Regions from separate parts of the Mus musculus genome. Here regions 2, 3, 4 and 5 are each linked to region 1. A link is a contact called in public HiChIP or PLAC-seq and promoter capture Hi-C data. All regions are on one chromosome and are shown on one strand. The core of a region is the stretch at or near the end of the contact, and the rest is flanking DNA. Distances in the headings are between cores, read along the strand shown. Region 1 holds the start of Dgcr8 (DGCR8, microprocessor complex subunit). Region 2 holds the start of Eif2b5 (eukaryotic translation initiation factor 2B, subunit 5 epsilon). Region 3 holds the start of Parl (presenilin associated, rhomboid-like). Region 4 holds the start of Abcc5 (ATP-binding cassette, sub-family C (CFTR/MRP), member 5). Region 5 overlaps Abcc5 (ATP-binding cassette, sub-family C (CFTR/MRP), member 5).

The links. Promoter capture Hi-C pulls out the DNA fragments that hold promoters and counts their contacts. HiChIP or PLAC-seq counts read pairs in DNA pulled down with a chosen protein or histone mark.
Region 2: a promoter capture Hi-C map of pre-B cells shows a contact between it and region 1, with 11 times the contacts expected there. The contact joins the promoter of Eif2b5 here to the promoter of Dgcr8 in region 1. A contact is called at or near these places in 2 of 39 promoter capture datasets (hippocampal neurons and pre-B cells) and 1 of 115 datasets of contacts at active chromatin or transcription factors (astrocytes).
Region 3: a contact with region 1 is called in a promoter capture Hi-C map of pre-B cells. The contact joins the promoter of Parl here to the promoter of Dgcr8 in region 1. A contact is called at or near these places in 5 of 39 promoter capture datasets (cranial neural crest, embryonic stem cells, hippocampal neurons and 2 more) and 1 of 115 datasets of contacts at active chromatin or transcription factors (astrocytes).
Region 4: a promoter capture Hi-C map of pre-B cells shows a contact between it and region 1, with 10 times the contacts expected there. The contact joins the promoter of Abcc5 here to the promoter of Dgcr8 in region 1. A contact is called at or near these places in 4 of 39 promoter capture datasets (the C10 cell line, cranial neural crest, hippocampal neurons and 1 more) and 1 of 484 Hi-C or Micro-C datasets (B cells).
Region 5: a contact with region 1 is called in an H3K27ac HiChIP or PLAC-seq map of embryonic stem cells, with 2.9 times the contacts expected there. The contact joins the enhancer-like site here to the promoter of Dgcr8 in region 1. A contact is called at or near these places in 5 of 39 promoter capture datasets (the 3T3-L1 cell line, 3T3-L1-derived adipocytes, hematopoietic stem and progenitor cells and 2 more) and 1 of 115 datasets of contacts at active chromatin or transcription factors (embryonic stem cells).

The regions. Positions count from the first base shown.
Region 1 is chr16:18,287,730-18,291,035 of GRCm38.p6, reverse strand. It overlaps Dgcr8 (DGCR8, microprocessor complex subunit), which reads left to right and starts at 1,868. Exons shown (of 14, transcript NM_033324.2): 1 at 1,868-1,933.
Region 2 is chr16:20,497,009-20,500,535 of GRCm38.p6, reverse strand. Eif2b5 (eukaryotic translation initiation factor 2B, subunit 5 epsilon) reads right to left here and starts at 1,719. Exons shown (of 16, transcript NM_172265.2): 1 at 1,440-1,719; 2 at 227-351. The coding sequence starts at 1,622.
Region 3 is chr16:20,300,646-20,304,104 of GRCm38.p6, reverse strand. It overlaps Parl (presenilin associated, rhomboid-like), which reads left to right and starts at 1,743. Exons shown (of 10, transcript NM_001005767.4): 1 at 1,743-1,896. The coding sequence starts at 1,778.
Region 4 is chr16:20,424,617-20,428,275 of GRCm38.p6, reverse strand. It overlaps Abcc5 (ATP-binding cassette, sub-family C (CFTR/MRP), member 5), which reads left to right and starts at 1,882. Exons shown (of 30, transcript NM_013790.2): 1 at 1,882-2,028.
Region 5 is chr16:20,373,795-20,377,328 of GRCm38.p6, reverse strand. It overlaps Abcc5 (ATP-binding cassette, sub-family C (CFTR/MRP), member 5), which reads left to right. Exons shown (of 30, transcript NM_013790.2): 15 at 615-818; 16 at 2,195-2,338. Among named protein-coding and RNA genes, the nearest start is that of Cyp2ab1, 50 kb to the right of the region's middle. Within about 2 kb of position 1,793, at least 24 of the 459 cell types and tissues checked have an H3K27ac peak or open chromatin away from gene starts, as enhancers often do. A contact at or near this core is called in embryonic stem cells, where this site is marked.

The DNA.
Region 1 (3,306 bases), core at 619-3,118:
TGACCTCTCCTCTCTTTGGCACTCCTTCCCTTGAAGGAACACCACCATATTCCAGGATCCCTTAATGCTTATCTGTAAGCACATAGACCTCTGTGCCTCCTACAGCTGGTGGCCTTTTCTTTTTTAAAGATTTATTTATTTTATTTATGAGTACACTGTAGCTGTTTTCAGACACACCAGAAGAGGGCATCAGATCCCACTACAGATGGTTGTGAGCCACCATGTGGTTACTGGGAATTGAACTCAGGACCTCTGGAAGAGCAGTCAGTGTTGAGCCATTTCTCCAGGCCAGGCCTTTCTTTTTTCTTTTCTTTCTTTCTTTCTTTTTTTTTTTTTTTTAAAGACAGGGTTTCTCTGGTAGCCCTGGCTGTCCTGGAACTCACTCTGTAGGACCAAGCTGGCTTCAAACTCAGAAATCCGCCTGCTTCTGCCTCCCAAGTGCTGGGATTAAAGGTGTGGGCCACCACTGACCGGCCATTTGCAATTTCTAAGAATTTTGGGGAGAAACTTTTCTATTTTGTTAAAATAGATACAATTGGGGCTGGAGAGATGGCTCAGTGGTTAAGAGCACCTACTACTCTTCCAGAGGTTCTGAGTTCAATTCCCAGCAACCACATGGTGGCTCACAACTATCTGTAATGGGATCTGATGCCCTCTTCAGTTGTGTCTGAAGAGAGCAATGGTGTACTAATATAAATAAAATATATCTTAAAAAAAAAAATAGATACAATCTCCCCAACCTTAGGGATATAACTCAGTGCTTTTAGCATTAACACAAGTGTGCTGAGACCGTGAGTTCTTCAACATGTTACCCTTTAGTCGTGTTTTTAGCATCCACTTTTCATGTCCAGCAGCAATTACTGAAGTGTTTGCCTAACGGCAGACAGTTTTCTATAAAATTTTTATTACACTTATTGACTTGAATCAGAACCTAAAGGAAAGCTAAACTATTTGAGGTTCTGGATAGTATAAATATAACTTATCCCCACCTTAGTCCCGGGCTTATAGCAATGAAGTAATGGTTTGTGGGTTCGGGATTTGAAGGGCTCAGGAACAGACCTGGCTAACTTCATTTTGTTTCTGAGTCACTTCTGTCCTAAAGAATTTTCCTAAGTCTCATACTGCTACCACGGGTGTCAGATGAGTCTGGAACTGCTTAAGTTTCTTTATGGTCTTTGGCACTGACACAAGTCTGCAAGGCCTACCTAAGGTCCACCCCAAACTAAAAGGACCCCCAATCGGCTCTGCTTCTCCTTCCTTTTTTGACACGGAGGATGCTGTAAGCACAGCGAACATTTTTAGTCATCAGATCTTTGTCCTTCCTGGTGTGATGATATTGCGAGTAAAACTCCTTTCCTATCCTCCGCATCGCGCATCTTATCCGTTGACTTTCTAGGATGGGTGTACCTCCAACATTGTCCTTGGGACGACCCAGAGCCGGAGGTCCATTGTCATTCGCAAACTCAAAAGTGACTATTGAGCTCAACAGAGGCCAGCTCATAGATGAGCTCCCAGCGTCCCTCGCACTCCCGCGCTCCCCGGCTCCCGGCAGCCTCTACGCGCCTCTCTCCCGGCGCGCCCCGCGGCCGCAACTCAGCCCCACCCGGAGCGACAGCCGTTAGAAGTGCCAGGCTTGCGGCTGGTCCCGCCCATCCCGGTCTCCATAGCGCCTCGCAATTGGGCCGCGCGCGCCTCGCGCTGCCGATTGGCGGCCGCCTCAGCCCGCTCCCGGCTCCCCCAATGCGCGGAGGCCGTGCGCCGTGATTGGTAGCCCTCCGCCAAGGCCCGCCTTCCGCTCGCCCGCGCGGCAGCGGGTCTCAAGAGCCGAGCGCTTTGCAAGGGCCTTCGCGGGTTGTGGCGGCGCCGGGGTCGGTGAGGGTCGACCGGCTGTGGTCGGGCTGCGGGCGGCTCGGGCAGGTCGCGGGCGCCACAGGTAGGTGCGGGGCGCGATGGGCGCCCCGCGGGCGGCGGGCGCTGCGGCCTGGAGAGGCTGCGCCCTTTCCTTCCCTCCTTCCACCCCCACCCCTCCCGGGCGAGGCCACAGGCCGGGGCTCGGGGCGGGGCGCGGCGCGCTAGGCGGGCTGGGCCACGCGGAGTCGCGGCCTTTGTGCAGTGGGGGCCGGGCCCGGAGCCCAGGCATCATGAACGTAGGGTGCTGTCTGCCTGGTAACGAAGCCCCCTGGGCGGTGGGCCCGAAGCCATTGCCTCGCCTTCTGGCGGGAGAGGTGTGGGCAGGGACACCTCAACGCCCCGAACTCCGCCTGTTTTGTTTGGAAAAAGCCAAGAAACCGCCCAAGTCTCCACCAAATTACCCGTGGATGAAGTGTCATGTAGCTTATCAGAATGTGGTTTTACAGTAACAATGAACGTTGTAGAAATAAATGGCAAGTGGCAACCTGTTGACAGCGATACATGTCAAGTAGTATCATCCAGTGGATTTGGGTTGCTGATGGTAGGAATTTGATTTGCCATCTTGCATGCTTGCATGTACCTTATTGCCAGATGCAGAGATGTCCTGTGTTGGGTTGTTGACTCTTGTATGCCAATCACTATTAGGGTGCCCACTCTCTGCTGGCTCAAACTAGACTCCCAGCCTTGGAAGTGGCTCAGTTCCCACTGTAATCCATCACTAACCGAAGATAGTGAAAGGCTGGCCCAGCTAGTGTGGCCTTTCAGTTTAGAATAGGATTTGCGGGGTGACAAAGGAATTGATGAGGTCATACTGCCTTTGGGTTGAGCGGGAGGCTGCAGCTGTAGCACTGGCCATCCGTTCAGCAAGTAGGAGTTGTTCACATGTTTTGGGTAAGCCCTGTGCCAGGGTCCAGGGGAGCCAGCAGTGGGTCTGACTTGCTCACAGTCTAATTGGCAAATCAAAATCTGCATCCATAGGTCCAGTCAGCTGAAGAATAGTGAGGTTTACAGGCAGGAGGGCTACCCTTTGAGCTGTGTTGCCAAACATGTGGAGCAGGCAGTTCACAGTGGCTGTCTGAATTTTACCTTGTGAGAAACATGATTTTGACTGGTTTGCCCAGTTTGGCCTTCTCTTGTCATCATTCCCCTCCCATGTGATCCTATGTACTTTTCACATCAGTTTCCTTTGACATCTTCCATGACTCCCATCTCCAGTACTGTCTGTCCTCCCTTCTGATCTCCAATCTCCTGCTTCTAGTTGTCTATTCCACTTTAACACCAAATAGGTTGATTCACTCCAAGAGATAACCACAGTCCGTGCCAGAACAATCCTTATGCCTGTCTAAAGTCACCTTGGTGCCTCTCATAGGCCTGCATGTATCTCCTAAGAAGCCT
Region 2 (3,527 bases), core at 470-2,969, 2.2 Mb before region 1:
AAAAAAAGAAAGAAAGACTCAAAATCACAGGCAAGCCTTTAATTTTGGTCCCTGGGACCTCAAGGCAAAGGAAGCTGCAGCAGTTTACCTCGGGACACGTGACGAGAACACTAAACCTCACAGGAGCTCAGAACAGATTCAGTGTTCTCCTCCTCACATCAACTCTATCCTGGAAGAACTGAAAAAAGACGGAGAATCCTGGAAAGGAAAAATTATGAAGCCTTACTGTAAGTGTTCTTTGATCTGAGCAGCTTTCCAGCAGCAAAAGACAAATGTTTCCTGTACACCCGTGGCAGTCAGGAACTCCAGAGTATAGTCAATTAGCGCAACGTTGGCCAGGGGCAAGAGGACCTATAGGGCAGGAAAGAAAAAGTCTGAGATCTTCAAGTCAGGATTATACTTTGGTATACTTTGGTTTGCAGACACTATAATCGACTTTATCCTTTTATTCTAAAGCAAACAGGCTCTAAGGGTCAGTCTAAGGCTCTGGAATTTGAGCCTAGTAGGCATGGTATCAGACACAAACATGTTCTAGGAGCCCAGTGCTGGCATTAAGGACAAATGTTGGCCCTAAGTCATAGCTCTAGAACTCTAAGCACTAAGGTCTTCTTCATAGAATTTCCTTCTATTGTTCTATTGCCACTAAGAGTCACAGAAATCATTCAAACACTTGTCAAAAATGAACAGTCGTTAGCCTTAGGAATTCTTTTTTTTTTTTTTTTTTTTTTGTGGTTTTTTGAGACAGGGTTTCTCTGTATAGTCCTGGCTGTCCTGGACCTCACTTTGTAGACCAGGCTGGCCTCGAACTCAGAAATCCGCCTGCCTCTGCCTCCCGAGTGCTGGGATTAAAGGCGTGCGCCACCACGCCCGGCTATTAGGAATTCTTAAGTCAAAGGCAAATCCCTATTTGAATGAACTATGGATTGCTGAGCGACCCAGTAGTCTGCAAGCGCAATGCCTATTTCCTATGTCTAGGTAATTCCTAGACTGATGGCAACCCACTGGGGTCCCCTTTCAGCAGATGGGAGGAAAACAGCCTGCTGAGAGCTAGCCTTTTTTCCTTTAGGAATATATTACCATTGCCTTTATCTAAAGCAATTTCTTTAAATTGCCCATGTCCTGCAAGGTTAAAGACAGTGGAGGCCCCTCTTGTGCTACTAAATCCCCCGGGGAAGCCTTCTTTCAAGCATTGATTCTACACACAGCCCTCTCCATCCTTCCCAAGGCTGGGTGTATAGCCCTGCGAGAATCCATGTGTGCTAGTTACTCATCTGATCGGACAGCCTCCGAGGTTTCAGTCGGTCTCTCCACCTTTTCCTAACCAGATAAGCTCAACTTGAGGGTAACTTCCAGAGCACGCTTCACTAACCAGCTGCAGTGGCAACCTGCGGCCCCGCTACCCTCGAGGCCGGCAGACTGCTCGCGAGCCGGGTGCTCACCCGAGGCTGGTCCTTGGAGATGGGGAAGAAGCGGCGGTTGAAGCTATCGGCCACTAGAACTGCCTGGAGGGGCGGCGGCGGCTCCTCCTCCGCACCTTGGGTTCCCCCGCCGCCCGAGCCGCCGCCGCCGCGTTTGCTCGCTCGGCCGGCCGCAGCGCCAGGCACCGCCGCAGTGGCTGCCATCTTGCTTCGCAGCCAGCACGTCCGCCGGGAAGTCACACGGCACGCAGTAGGGGACAAAAAGGACTCACAGTCAAAACGCGAAGGTGTAGTTGCAGGGAGAGAAAGAGGAAGGAATGCGCATGTGTGTACCAGCAGACCCCACCCACCCCGTGCAAGACCAGGGCGTGGCTGACCGCAGTAGGTGCTACTGGGAGGTGTATGCACCCCAGAGGGGTGAGATCCCACCGTTGTCTACTTAGTCAGTGAGTGCTGTTGGATTGGACAAGCTAAGAAGGCAGCGAGCTGGATAGGCTTGTGATCGCTGGGCAGGAGCCTACAGCTCCTCTGCCCAGAGTAGGATAAAATTTGTAGTTCTCAGGGATTGGAGAGATCACTCAACAGTTAAGAGCACTTACTGCTCTTGCAGAGGATCCACGTTCTGCGCCTGGCGCTCACGTGGTAGCAAGCAACTATTCACAATTGCAATTCCAGGGTGTCCGACACACTTTCGACCGGGCACTGGATGCCTGTGGAAAACACTCATCCACATAAATCTAAATATAAAATGAAGCTCCCCACTTGCAGTCTAGTAATCTAAGGGGATCTGGCATCTTTGGGAGGGAAACCACGATCTGCACAAATACTGGACATGGAGGCAGGCTGTAGATTTTTACTGAACACACACCTATTATGGGTGCTCCCTCCCCCCTTGCCAGAAATACGACCTAGAGCGACAGGCATTTCTTAAACCCTCAAATCGGAACCAAGGGAGCACGCCCAACTAGTGAGTGGAAAAACTGCTGCTGGAGCTCATCTGACTCCCATGGTTCTGAAAGAGTAGTAAACTCAGTGCTCCAAGGTATGCTAATCATAAAACAGATAGCGACATTCCTCCACCCACCGGCTTCCTGGGTTCAAAGAGTGTTAATTCAAAGAAAGTCACCCTGACCCACTCTGACCATTGCTGGAACCTGCAATGCAAATGTGCTATCGTTAGGGGCTCTTAGAAACTGTCTTGAGAGTTAACAATTACCAGGTATTCCTTGTGACACCTGTGACTCTGTACTTCCTTGTGACTCTTAACTGGTATTTTTGGTATTTTCCAACAACGCCCTTCCCACCTCCTTGAGTTGTGGTTCCTTCCTTTAAATACCCCCTTATCCAGCTACTCGGGGCGCCACAGTCCTCTACCCCTGCGTGGTGTATGACCGTGGGCCCGAGAGCGCTCTTGAATAAAAATCCTCTTGCAATTTGCAGCAAGACCGTTTCTCGTTGGTGATTTTGGGGTGTCGCCTCTCCTGAGTCAGAACGTGGGGGAGTCCTCACGTTGTGGGTCTTTCAGTTCCACAAGCGTTATCCCAGATGAGGCTGGATCTAAGAGCAGGAGTAAACTGGGTAGGACTGGGGCGTAGTAGCAAGCTTTTCAGGCTAGACTGAAGTGGAGCAGCAGGTTTTGGTAAAAGAAGCCGTGGCCGCAGTTTATAAATCAAGCTTAAGGCGGAGGAAGCAATGGCACGCAGGCTGGGCGTAATTCTGTCAAGCCAAAAATTCCAGTAAGTAATCTGCCCAATCAGCAACAGAACCTCTGCTAATCCCACAGCCCGCAAGTTTCGGCAACTCCCTCTGTTGCTTCCACCCACCTCCCCGCAGATGTTCTCCGGTGGAGTGGTGAGCCTATGTTTCTAGTGTATCGCTACTCGTTAGCTTCCTTGTGGAACCCAGAAACCTGTCATTTCTTCCTTCGCCCAGTTAATGAGGGTGCTATGAGGACAACGTTTGCTTCTGAAAACGTTAGTACAGAGAGGGAAAAGCTTAGTAAAAAATTTCAATTAAATCGAAGTCGGACAGGTCACCTAAGAGCGTATGCTTCCAAAACCGATTGAGACAGGGGGAATCTCAAGTGAGAGCTGTAGCAATGCCTCGTGA
Region 3 (3,459 bases), core at 494-2,993, 2.0 Mb before region 1:
AAAAGAAAAAAAACCACAAAACACTGGTAGCACGTCATGAATGAGAAGAAAAAAAAAAAAAGAAAGCAAGTGGCTGGACTAGGTTGATAGAGAAAAACTAAAGGAGGGAAATTAAATAGGAGGGCAACAGGGACAAGGTGGGTAGTGAAGTCGTGGCTAAAGGTAGAGTGGAGGGAGGGAGGTAAAGCAATGCAGCAAATAGCCTAAAACAAGCCAAATTCTGCAGACTCTGCACAGACCCTGAGAGTCAGGCGGCCAGCCTGTGATGTCTGGGGAGTGAGAAGAGGGGTGGAGATATATATGACGGACACAGGCTGGCCCACACTGGTTCTGGTTTCAGTTGGCTCAGTCCATCCATCTTTATGTTGGCCCATTTGGCCTACACTGACTTTGAAAACATGGACAATAAGAAACAATTGTGTATTTAATCTGTGAATGAAAACATAGAGTCACACAAAGTGGGTATCCCTTAACAACCAAACTCCTCTGCATCCCATATCTAGAAGCTACAAACAATGACTGGGGTCCCTTAAGCATCTCCACTGGTGCTGCTACCCACAGTTATGCAGTGTGTTCTGACTCTTTCTGAATAAGGGTCGCTCCCCATGTTCTTCATTCTCGAAGCCTGGAAACACTCAGCCCAGACCTTTACCACCAGTAACAGAAGAGTTTCTAAGGGACCCCCACCCCCACCCATTCTCCTTTTCCCTCTTGAAATAAATGAGATGACAGAGTAGTCCTGGAGGTGCTTCTGATAGACTCCAATCTAATAATATAAACCAAGGGCCATAAAATTGCAGAGGGAGTTAAAAAGTCTCTTTTACTATAAGTGAGGTTTGTTGTGAGTTCTAGAAAATTGCGGATTTATAGTTAGGAAAGGAAACATGCCATGCTTAGGCATTACACATGATTCCCTGCTACTGTAACATTCTTATTTGAAACATTCCTGTAGAAAGGGAACATTGTTCTCAAAGCAAATGTTAATTGTGCTGGGATACTTGACTCTCAGTTGTCTAGAGATCAACCAGACTCAGGTGTAGGAGACCCTCTCCCTTCCCTTGCTTCTTCAACTGAAACACTTGGGGCTCTGTCTTTGGCTATCAAACTTCAGTAATGGAACCACCCCAGAAATCTCATGCTGGAAGGAAAAAGCCTGAGTTTCTGGGGGCAGCCAGTAACTACAGAAGGATTTGCAACTTGTCAAGGGGGCAGGCTTGGAGAAGGAGGCTGGATCAGGGGTCGGGGGTGACGGGTGAAGGGTGATTGGTGAGGGGACACAATTTCCTTATACTGCACACTTCTTGCCTTCCATTTAAACCTTATCTTTATGTTAGACCTGGAAGATGAACGTGGGGAGTCATTGAATTTCATCCTCTCAGTGTGGTCCCATTTAATAAATCGTTTTCTGCTTTTCACAATCAGACAGATGTCCAAGCCTGGCGAGTTAAGGTTGCCACTGTACAGGGCCATTTCCCTTTTCTGAGACTATAAAGCACAGTGAAACGGTGTCTTGTGGTTAAATGTGATAACCTGAGGGTGTCTGATAACACAGCGTTACTCAAAGCCTCAAGTTTTCCCCAGTCACTCTCACCAGAAACTTCCAAGGTGGCGCTGGTCTGAGAAGAGGAAGACCGGAACTGAACGGCCTCCAGGTGGCGCTCTAGACCACTCCTCCGCGCTGTGTGGCTTTTTTTTTTTTTTTTTTTTCTTCGCCCCGGAAGTGATTTCTAGGCCGGGGTTAGAGAGGTCGGGCCATGGTGGGGCAGAGGTTGGGAAGATGGCGTTGCAAGGTTGGGTACAGCGAGGCTGGCGCTGCGGTCCGGCGTGGGCGCCTCCCTTGGGTGGCGGCTACCGGGAGCTCTCTGCGACCCAGGCCCCGCGGCTGCTTGGACGCAGGTAATGGCCGCCGCTTCCAGCTCCCCCGGCTTCCCATGAGCTGGGGTTGCGCGCATCCTCGGGGGATAGGTAGCCGTGTGGGGCTCCCGCTTTCCATTGTTTACGAGGTCTTTGCTAAAGCTGACTCCTCCCTGCCTAGCTTTTCCTTGGTCCTCCTTTCCCTACTGGCTTCTGGGTGCCGAGCCGCGAGAGGTGTCTGGCCGAGCCCGGCCCGGTTCTCCGGACCCGCGGTCTTTCCTAGTAGTTCCGAGGGATGTGATGGAAAGGGGAACTTCTGAGCGTTAATTGCATGTCCGGCTCATATTCTTGAAAGGGCTGTACTGCTGTAGGAAGCACGTGGCCTTTCCGGCCGGCCGGATCTTACATGAAGTGTAATAGAAGAGAAATTCCATAGCAGTTGAATTAATACTGACGTTGAAACTTAGTCCGAAGATGTCAACTTTGCAACTTCTACCTAATTGATGGTACCATACACACCAAGGGGCCTGAGGTCTTTATAAACGTGTGAGCTAGCCAGAGATGAGATTGAGCCTGGCGAAGGCACCACCTGATCTTAAAATTCACCCGAGGTGGGCACAGGTCTGTAATCTCAACTCTCAGTAGTCTGAATCAGGAGGATGGCGAGTTGGAGCCAAGCTGGGAAAGGCTGAATTATAAATAAATAAACAGCACCTGGACTATATGTAGATTCATTTCCCAGGTGCCACCCAAAATCAGAATCTTGGAAAGTGGCGAAAGCGGAAGAACCTGCTCCTCAAGTGAAGCTTATTAACATCTGTGGAAAAGTTGCATATGGTGTAGCTTACTGGCTAACGTTTAAAATCAGGCATTGCTTTTAAACAGCTTGGTGTGGTCAGACTTGCTTGTAAGCAGGGTTAGGCGTTCAAGGCTAGGCTGGGCAGCAGAAGACTGGAAAAAAGAAAGGAAGAAAAAAGTCTTAAACAGGTGGAACTGGGGAGGTGCCTTGGAGGTAACAAGATTTCTGTGATCCTGTTGATTTGCTGTGATAGTTTCGGGAAAAGGCAGCAAAAGAAGTGGACACTTCATCTCTGAGGAACCTCATTGGTAGGGTGCTTGTCTCTAGTAACACCACAAAACTTGTCAAAAGAGTTTAGCCTACCTATCATGGTGGCTCAGGCTAGTAATCCCGGCACTTGGGAGGTGGATTAGGAGTAGGAGCCAGACTGTCAGGCCACCATGGATTACTTGAGGTCCTGTCTAACCCTCCCCTCAGTACATGTGGTATTAAAATTTATATGGAAACTTGGAAACTGACATTCTTAATCTTGTGGTTATGGGAGAATGCATTAGATGAGAATGTGGGTGAACCTGAAGTGGCTTTGCTCTTGTCTCCACATGTATGAACTTAATAGGGAATGGGAGTTGCTCGCTTTGTAATCACTAGTCTGTTTTGAGCCACTGTGGTTCTAAATTAGCATGAAGAATGAGCCAGGCCTTGTGGCTCTAAAGAGGTCCCAACGTTTGCATTTTATAAACACTTTATGTGGTGATACAAAGGCAAAGGTGATACAAACACAAGGTCCTCAGGCACCTGCCAGCCCA
Region 4 (3,659 bases), core at 633-3,132, 2.1 Mb before region 1:
TTCTCTGTATAGCCCTGGCTGTCCTGGAGCTCACTCTGTAGACCAGGCTGGCCTAGAACTCAGAAATCTGCCTGTCTCTGCCTCCCAAGTGCTGGGATTAAAGCGTGCGCCACCACGCCCGGCTCATACTCTATTATGTTATGTGCTTTGATGCTCTTGGAAACCAATCACAACAAAGGTCAGTAAGAACTGCTTTGTATAGTTAGCTACAGCAAGCACGTCCCGCACTGGTGAATGAGCCTTTATGGTTTTTGCTTTTATAAGCTTCTCCTGCACCAATGTAAGAAGTTATTTGGAATAAGACTTCCATTTTGAGTAGGGGTTTAATAGTTTTAAATTCCTAAGAACTCTTTGGGGTTTGACATCCTACATGGCAGAAAAAGATATGGACATGGGTAACTGATATCCTGGTTGGCAAGTTAAGGCATGGATGTTAGGCAATGCAAGTTGATCCCCCAACCAATGGGAACAGGATACGTGTACAACAAAGACCTGCTCCAGAGGAAGTCCTTATCCCTAAATCCTGATTGGTGGAAGAACTTGACACAGATGTTTGTGGATTTCAGACTTAAAAAGCTCTGTAGATTCTGGCTCGAGGTTGCAGTCAGCTCCTGAGTCTGGTCTTTGACCCTGATCAGTCAGTCCCAGGACATACGCTCCATAAACTATCCCTGTCTGCCTGAGATCAGTGTTTGGTGGTTTGTCTGGCGACTCCTTGACCCCAACAATATATATCTTAATTTTAAAATAGTGAAACATAATCAGCTTTTTGTTATTATGACAATATGACAAATACCGGAGAAAACATGAACTTAAAGGAGAAAATACTTATTTTGGCTCAGGTTTTTATCCATGGTGAACTGGTTTTGTTAGTGTGTGCTCGGCACAAGGCTGAACATCATGACAGGAAGGGGTAACACACATCTCTCAAAGGTATACTTCCAGGGACCAACTTCCTTTAACAAGCCTCCAAGTCCTCATATTCTACTAGCTTCTAATAGTGACATGGAACAATCAGTCAATATTAAACCGTTCATTAACTCAGAGTCTTCATGATCCAACTTCCTGAAAGCCCAGCTCTGAACACTGCCTATCTTCCTGAGCTTTCTGTGTGTCAAATATACATCCTGTCAATAAGTCCAGCTTTATGACATTAGTGTTCACAGTAGCTAACTAGGTAGTTGTATGATGGACAATCCAGTTTACTTTCTTTTTAAATCCCTTAAATGGGTAACCATAAACAAGCCCCGGGTAGTTTAAAGGTTGGGAGGCATGCAATAGAGTAGTCTTTATATTATGATACTAAAATAGATAAAATAGAAAAAATAAAACGACTAATGCCTCGGGAGCTTTACATTTATTTATAAAAATAGATTGATTAGTTAGTATATCATTTTGACATCCCTTGTCACTTTGGAAATTGCGATTCTGGCATTTCACTACTTAGAAGTCAAGAAGCTGAGATAGATGGGTAAGAGAAAAGATCCAAAGGTACCATTCATGCAGAACGTGGAGGACTCATGCACCCATTAAGTGACACCACAGCTAAGAGTTGGGGCTGGACAGAAGCAGGCTATGATGACCTTCACGATGTTTTCTGGCACGTGGAACCGCCGCATAGATTTGGAAGTTCCTGACTTTGAACCTCTGGCTGTCAGAGAATACAGCGCCACCGGCTACCCCGACCCGCCTGCCCAGCCCCCGTGACTAAGGCAGAGAAGGTTCCAGACTGGGCATCAGAAACCGGGGAAGGATGGGGCAGCACGAGATGCGCGCGGGTACTGTGAGCAGCCTGCACCCCATCCCGGGCACCAGCGGTGCTTCTGGGAAACGTAGTCTTTTGCGGTGTGCGGCGCTGGGGGCTGCCGGATGAGGGACTACGATTCCCTTCGGTCTTGCGCAAGCTTTGTGCATCGCGCTTGCGCGTTGTGGGGGACTATGCCGCTATAAAGGCTTGTTTTGCTCAGGGTCCGATGTTCGCGAGCGTGCCCGGGCTGTTTGCTCTCGTGTGGGGAGGCTGGGGTGCAGGTAGGTGACGGTTCACGCCTTTTTCATGCAGTGTCGGAGGCTGTCACGGGCTCACTTCTTTGGGCTCTCCAAGGCGGGGTGGGCGGTGGGAAGCCTCGGACGGGAGAAACGGGGCCTGTCTCGTTCCGATCTCGCGCGGTCCCCGGCTTGTTGGCGACCTCGCGGGCTGTGCGGAGGTCTAGATGTTAGAAGGCAGGAGGGGAGGTTTGATGGGTGGTCACGGCCGGCTCCACTCTCCGCGCGGCCACCAGGGGGAGCTGCGTTCGCTGTGGGTGGGTCGTGGAGCCTGTGCTCGCAGGCCCGGGGCTGGCATGGGAACGCCCTAGGGCCGGGTGGCGGAGCTGTCCAGAGAGAAGCCCCAACCTCCCTCCGGGACTGGAGGCTGTCAGCCACTTACTACGTAAGTCATTATCTATGTTTTGTTTTGTTTTTTGTTTGTTTGTTTTGCTACTGGTATGTGGAGGTACGTGGCATCAGCACACACAGCGAAGCCGAGGTAGAGATGGGAGCCTAGATCTTCTGTCACCAGTGTCCTTTTCGGTGCTGACACGCAAAGGAGCTAGTGGCTTTGTGTTTATAACACCTGGATTTGGTGTTTTCGTACAGATGTGGGAGTCTCGATGCAGGTGGGCACAGGAATGACCGGGGAAGTCTTGAGTTCCGAAGGGAGAAATGGATGGGTTTTACTGGGGTCTCTGGAGTAAGTGACAGGTGAGGGAGCTTGGAGGCACAGGTGGGCCCTGGGGGAGAGGTGGGGGGGGCGTGATAAGTGGTTCAGCTTCCTTGTAGCTTCCAGTAGCTTCCAGTAGCTGCAGGGCCTGAAGGAGCTTCCTGAGGCGCCTAAAACCTGAGAGATGTTGCGATAACAGAACTTGGAAACACCAACCTGGTTAGTTACAGTTCTCCAGGCCTACACAATGCCCCTCCCCCCTGCAGAATCGTCACATCCACCCCTCTTCACTGGAAAGAGAATTTTAGAGCAAAACCAGGTGGCCCCCAACCCTGTCAGTTTTGAGTCGGGGTACTAATGTGAGAGTCCCCACTTTGTTTATTCTTCTTTCTCCCTTTATAGTGCTGGCTTAAACCAAAATATGCCAGGTTTTCCTAGTCCTGATACACACACCCTTTCCTTTGGATTTGGCAGGGCTGGGGACTGGAAAGAACCTCTGGCCTACATGCTTTTATCACTGAGCCTAAGTTAGCATTAGTTTTATAAAAAGACTTTACATTAGCTGCAAGGGAGTTGTCTAGAAAATGGGAAGTATGAATTGCTCTTTGGGCTGGAGAGGGTCCTGGTGTAGTAATCCTTTCTTAGTTGATTGCTTCATATCCATATTCACCTTAGCCCTACTCTACCGGCTTCTGTGTGTTCTTCTTGTCATATCCCAGACACACAGAAGATGGTGGTCTCCTTGTGTTCAGTGTGAAGAAACAGTAACTTTATGGCTACTCAGGTGTTTGCATACTTTAAGGTGCTGCACCTTTATTTATTTATTTATTGAAAGTGAAGCTATGACATTGGTGAAGATCATGGGGACAACGATTCCCCATACCCCATTCTTATAGAAACTCGCTTTGTCTGGAAGGTTAGGGAAGTTAGAATAGGCCACTGAAGTCCTATCTTATCTCAC
Region 5 (3,534 bases), core at 544-3,043, 2.1 Mb before region 1:
TGGCAATTGATTAATTTGTTCAGATAGTGGCATTTGTCAGGTGTGCATGCTAGTGACACATTCCCCAGTTGCCCAGTATTTAGATATAAAGGAGTAGGACAGTAGTTTGTATGCATAAGAAGCTTTTAGTTAAGGGAGCCAGAGACCCAGATAAATTGGCACAGAATAAGAAGGGCCCTCATTTGTGGGTAGAATTAGAAGAGGGTGGAGGAGTGTCCCAGAAGAGATGATGCAGGCTTCATGTCGACAAAGCATGATGCCATGTGGGTTCATATTTTACATGTTATTTTAAGTCTCAGGATACCCATGGTTGTTAGTGTTTAGATTCTTTCAAGGTTCTTAAAGAGTTTTAGGCAAGGGTGCCTTTTGTTTTGAGGCATTCTTTCTGGAGAAGAGGGTGACCTGGGGCGGTGTCAAAGGGTGACCTGGGGCAGTGTCAAAGCCACATGGATATCTGATTGGCACATTGATAGTTGTAGGGTGACTTCCTCAGCCCCTAGAAGTTTCACACAGGCAGTTTGTGAAGGCTTTGGAAATGGAGATGAAAGATGACTGGGGTGCCTGTTAAGCGCTCTTCTAGATTTAAGATAGAGGCTTTCCTTTTGGGTTCATAGATTGGAGAGCGAGGAGCCAACCTGAGTGGTGGACAGCGCCAGAGAATCAGCCTTGCTAGAGCCTTGTACAGTGATAGAAGCATCTACATCCTGGATGACCCCCTCAGTGCCTTAGATGCCCATGTGGGCAACCACATCTTCAACAGTGCTATCCGGAAGCGCCTCAAGTCTAAGACGGTTCTGTTTGTTACACACCAGTTACAGGTATGGTACATTGTCTCCTAGGCTGCTCATGTGGGCTCAGTAATGAAGAGGGCTTGGGCCAGAGGTTCCTAGAGTTAACTGTTTTCATTTCCTCACCAAATAGCCAACGTAGCAGTCCTTTGTGTGGCCGTCTGAATCGGGGGTCCTTGGAACACACTGGTTCTGCAGCAGACCTACAAATTAAAGGGCTGAGAAGAGCAGATAGAAGTGGACTTTGGAAGGGAGTTAGTGGTAGGAAGCACTGAGGTGGCATCTGTCGATGAGAACAACAAGCGCAGTTTGTACTTTCTCCCCATCAGTCATGGCAGGCATTAGAAACCCACTTGGGATTATCGCTGTCTGAGCTGACAGCCTAAGTTTGGGGCCTAGTTTCTCTTTTTTGTAAGTTCTATATACTTCTGCACACAGTGAAAGGATTTGAGTTAATTTATTTGAGACACTGATTGTCTCTTGCTTTGTAGACTAGGTTGGCTCACCCACCTCTTCCTCCTGAGTATGGGATCAAACGCCTATGCTATACCACACTCAGCCAGGATATAAAATGTCCTGGGAAGCTTTTGTAGCTCCACCACCCAATGTTGTAGAGATTATCTAGTCCTGTCCTGGGGTTTCCACCCTGCCTTTGGCTATTTAGTTCCTGGATAAAAGACACACTCAACCCTTATATTTACAATAAGCCTTAATCAGCACAAGAACTGGGCACGTATACCCTCTATGCCACTAGAGTCTAATCCGTATTGGTGTTGATAACCCCGAGTTATTACTTACTATGTTTCATCTCCAATTGGCCAGCCCTCAGGATGGCATTTTCATGACTCGCCTGCCCCATGGTGGCTTCTCTCTCTTCTTCTACCTTCTCTTCCTCCTATTGTTCTCCCCCACCCTAAAGCCCGGGAACCCTAAACCCCTCCTGTGTCTCATCTGCTCAGCTATTGGCTGTCCACATCTTTATTCACCAATCAGAAATAACTTGAGGGTAAGGTCTGTGTGTGGACTCTCTTGTTTCTGGGACAACCAGGTCTTGGGAACCCTCACTTAGCATTATAATAGATGGCAAAAGACGAAACCTTAACACCAGAAGACATAAGAAATTCTATCTGACCTGTGTCATAGGGCGCAGTAAGGTAAAGCAAAGGCTCTCAGTCTTGAGACTGTAGACTGCTGATTCGTTGTTTGGCGGGGGTAGTCTGCTGTATGCATTCAGGTCTTGGTCCACTGTACCCCAGTGGTATCTTATTTTGACAACCTGAAATAGTCTCATGTTGTCAAATGGGCAGCCAAAGCATCTCTGGTTGAGACATACCGAGTTAAGATTGGAGGTTTGAATGTATTTGCGGGAATATCAGCAATTTGTGTTTCCTCGCCATTGTCTCCAGTATCTGGTCGATTGTGATGAGGTGATCTTCATGAAGGAAGGCTGTATCACAGAGAGAGGTACCCATGAGGAGCTGATGAACTTAAATGGGGATTACGCTACGATTTTTAATAACCTGTTGCTGGGAGAGACACCCCCAGTTGAGGTAAGGCTTACTGCGTTTATATGTCTCATTTCTACACAGGCAGGCATGATGGCATGGAAGCCAGAAGAGCCCAGTTTAACTCTGTTTGCCTATGGGTTCCCACAACCACACTTTTGTGCTGTGTTCACCTGCTCCTTCTCCTGTGGAAGAGCAGGATGAGGAGCGGGTGAGGGCTGGAGAGGTTCGCTCCTTAAACCGACTAAAGCAGTGTGAGGCTCTCTGTGGACATACAAGTAAACAAGGGGTCAGTCAGGGAGGGGAGTTACATACTGTGTGTGTTTGGAAATAATTCATGGTGTCTTGGATCCTGATTTGGCGCTGAGGTTATTGGGTTAAATACTTTAGATACCATATTATTAGACATTTTATTAGAGTTATATGGCCAAATACGATCCTTTCCCACTCTCAGAGAGGAGAAAATGGGCTCAAGTGAGCTAAGCAGCTTGCTGACAGGACAGTTCAGTTCTCCAGTTTGTTGTGTTTGCGTCCACCTCCCCTGCAGCACCCAGAGGTGTCGGCTTTCAGCCCATCACAGGAACTCCAAGCTAGACAGACTCAGCGTGGAGCAGTCCCAGAGGACATGCTTCCTTCCTGTCAGTGCCCCTCTCGCCTAGGGTCCCGGAGTGAAGTAGGCTGGGCTTGGAGGTTGCTGCAGGATGTTCCCCGGCCTCCCTCTCCTGTCACCTCAGTGGTTTGTTTTTGCAGTATCCCATGCAGTGCAGCTCACTGTTGCTTAACTGGCTGGTTAGACCTTGTGGTAGACTTCCTGCCTTGCTGGGATTACCAGTGACATCCCAAGAGACACTGCGGTACAGATTTAAGTTTTCCTCCTCCTCCTCCTCCTCCTCCTCTTCTTCTTCTTCTTTTTTTTTTTTTTTTTTGGTTTTTCGAGACAGGGTTTCTCTGTGTAGCCCTGGCTGTCCTGGAACTCACTCTGTAGACCAGGCTGGCCTCAAACTCAGAAATCCGCCTGCCTCTGCCTCCCAAGTGCTGGGATTAAAGGCGTGTGCCACCACGCCCAGCTTCAGATTTAAGTTTTATGGTCTGCTATGACTTCTGGAAAGCTTTGCACTCTTCAGATTGTTGCCTTGTCTTTGTAAACTTGGAGAGGAAAATCAGAGGGAGAGAAACTAAAATACTGAATTGTCCAAGGAGCAAAAAATAGATACTGAACCGCTGGACTGTTTGGCTGGAGA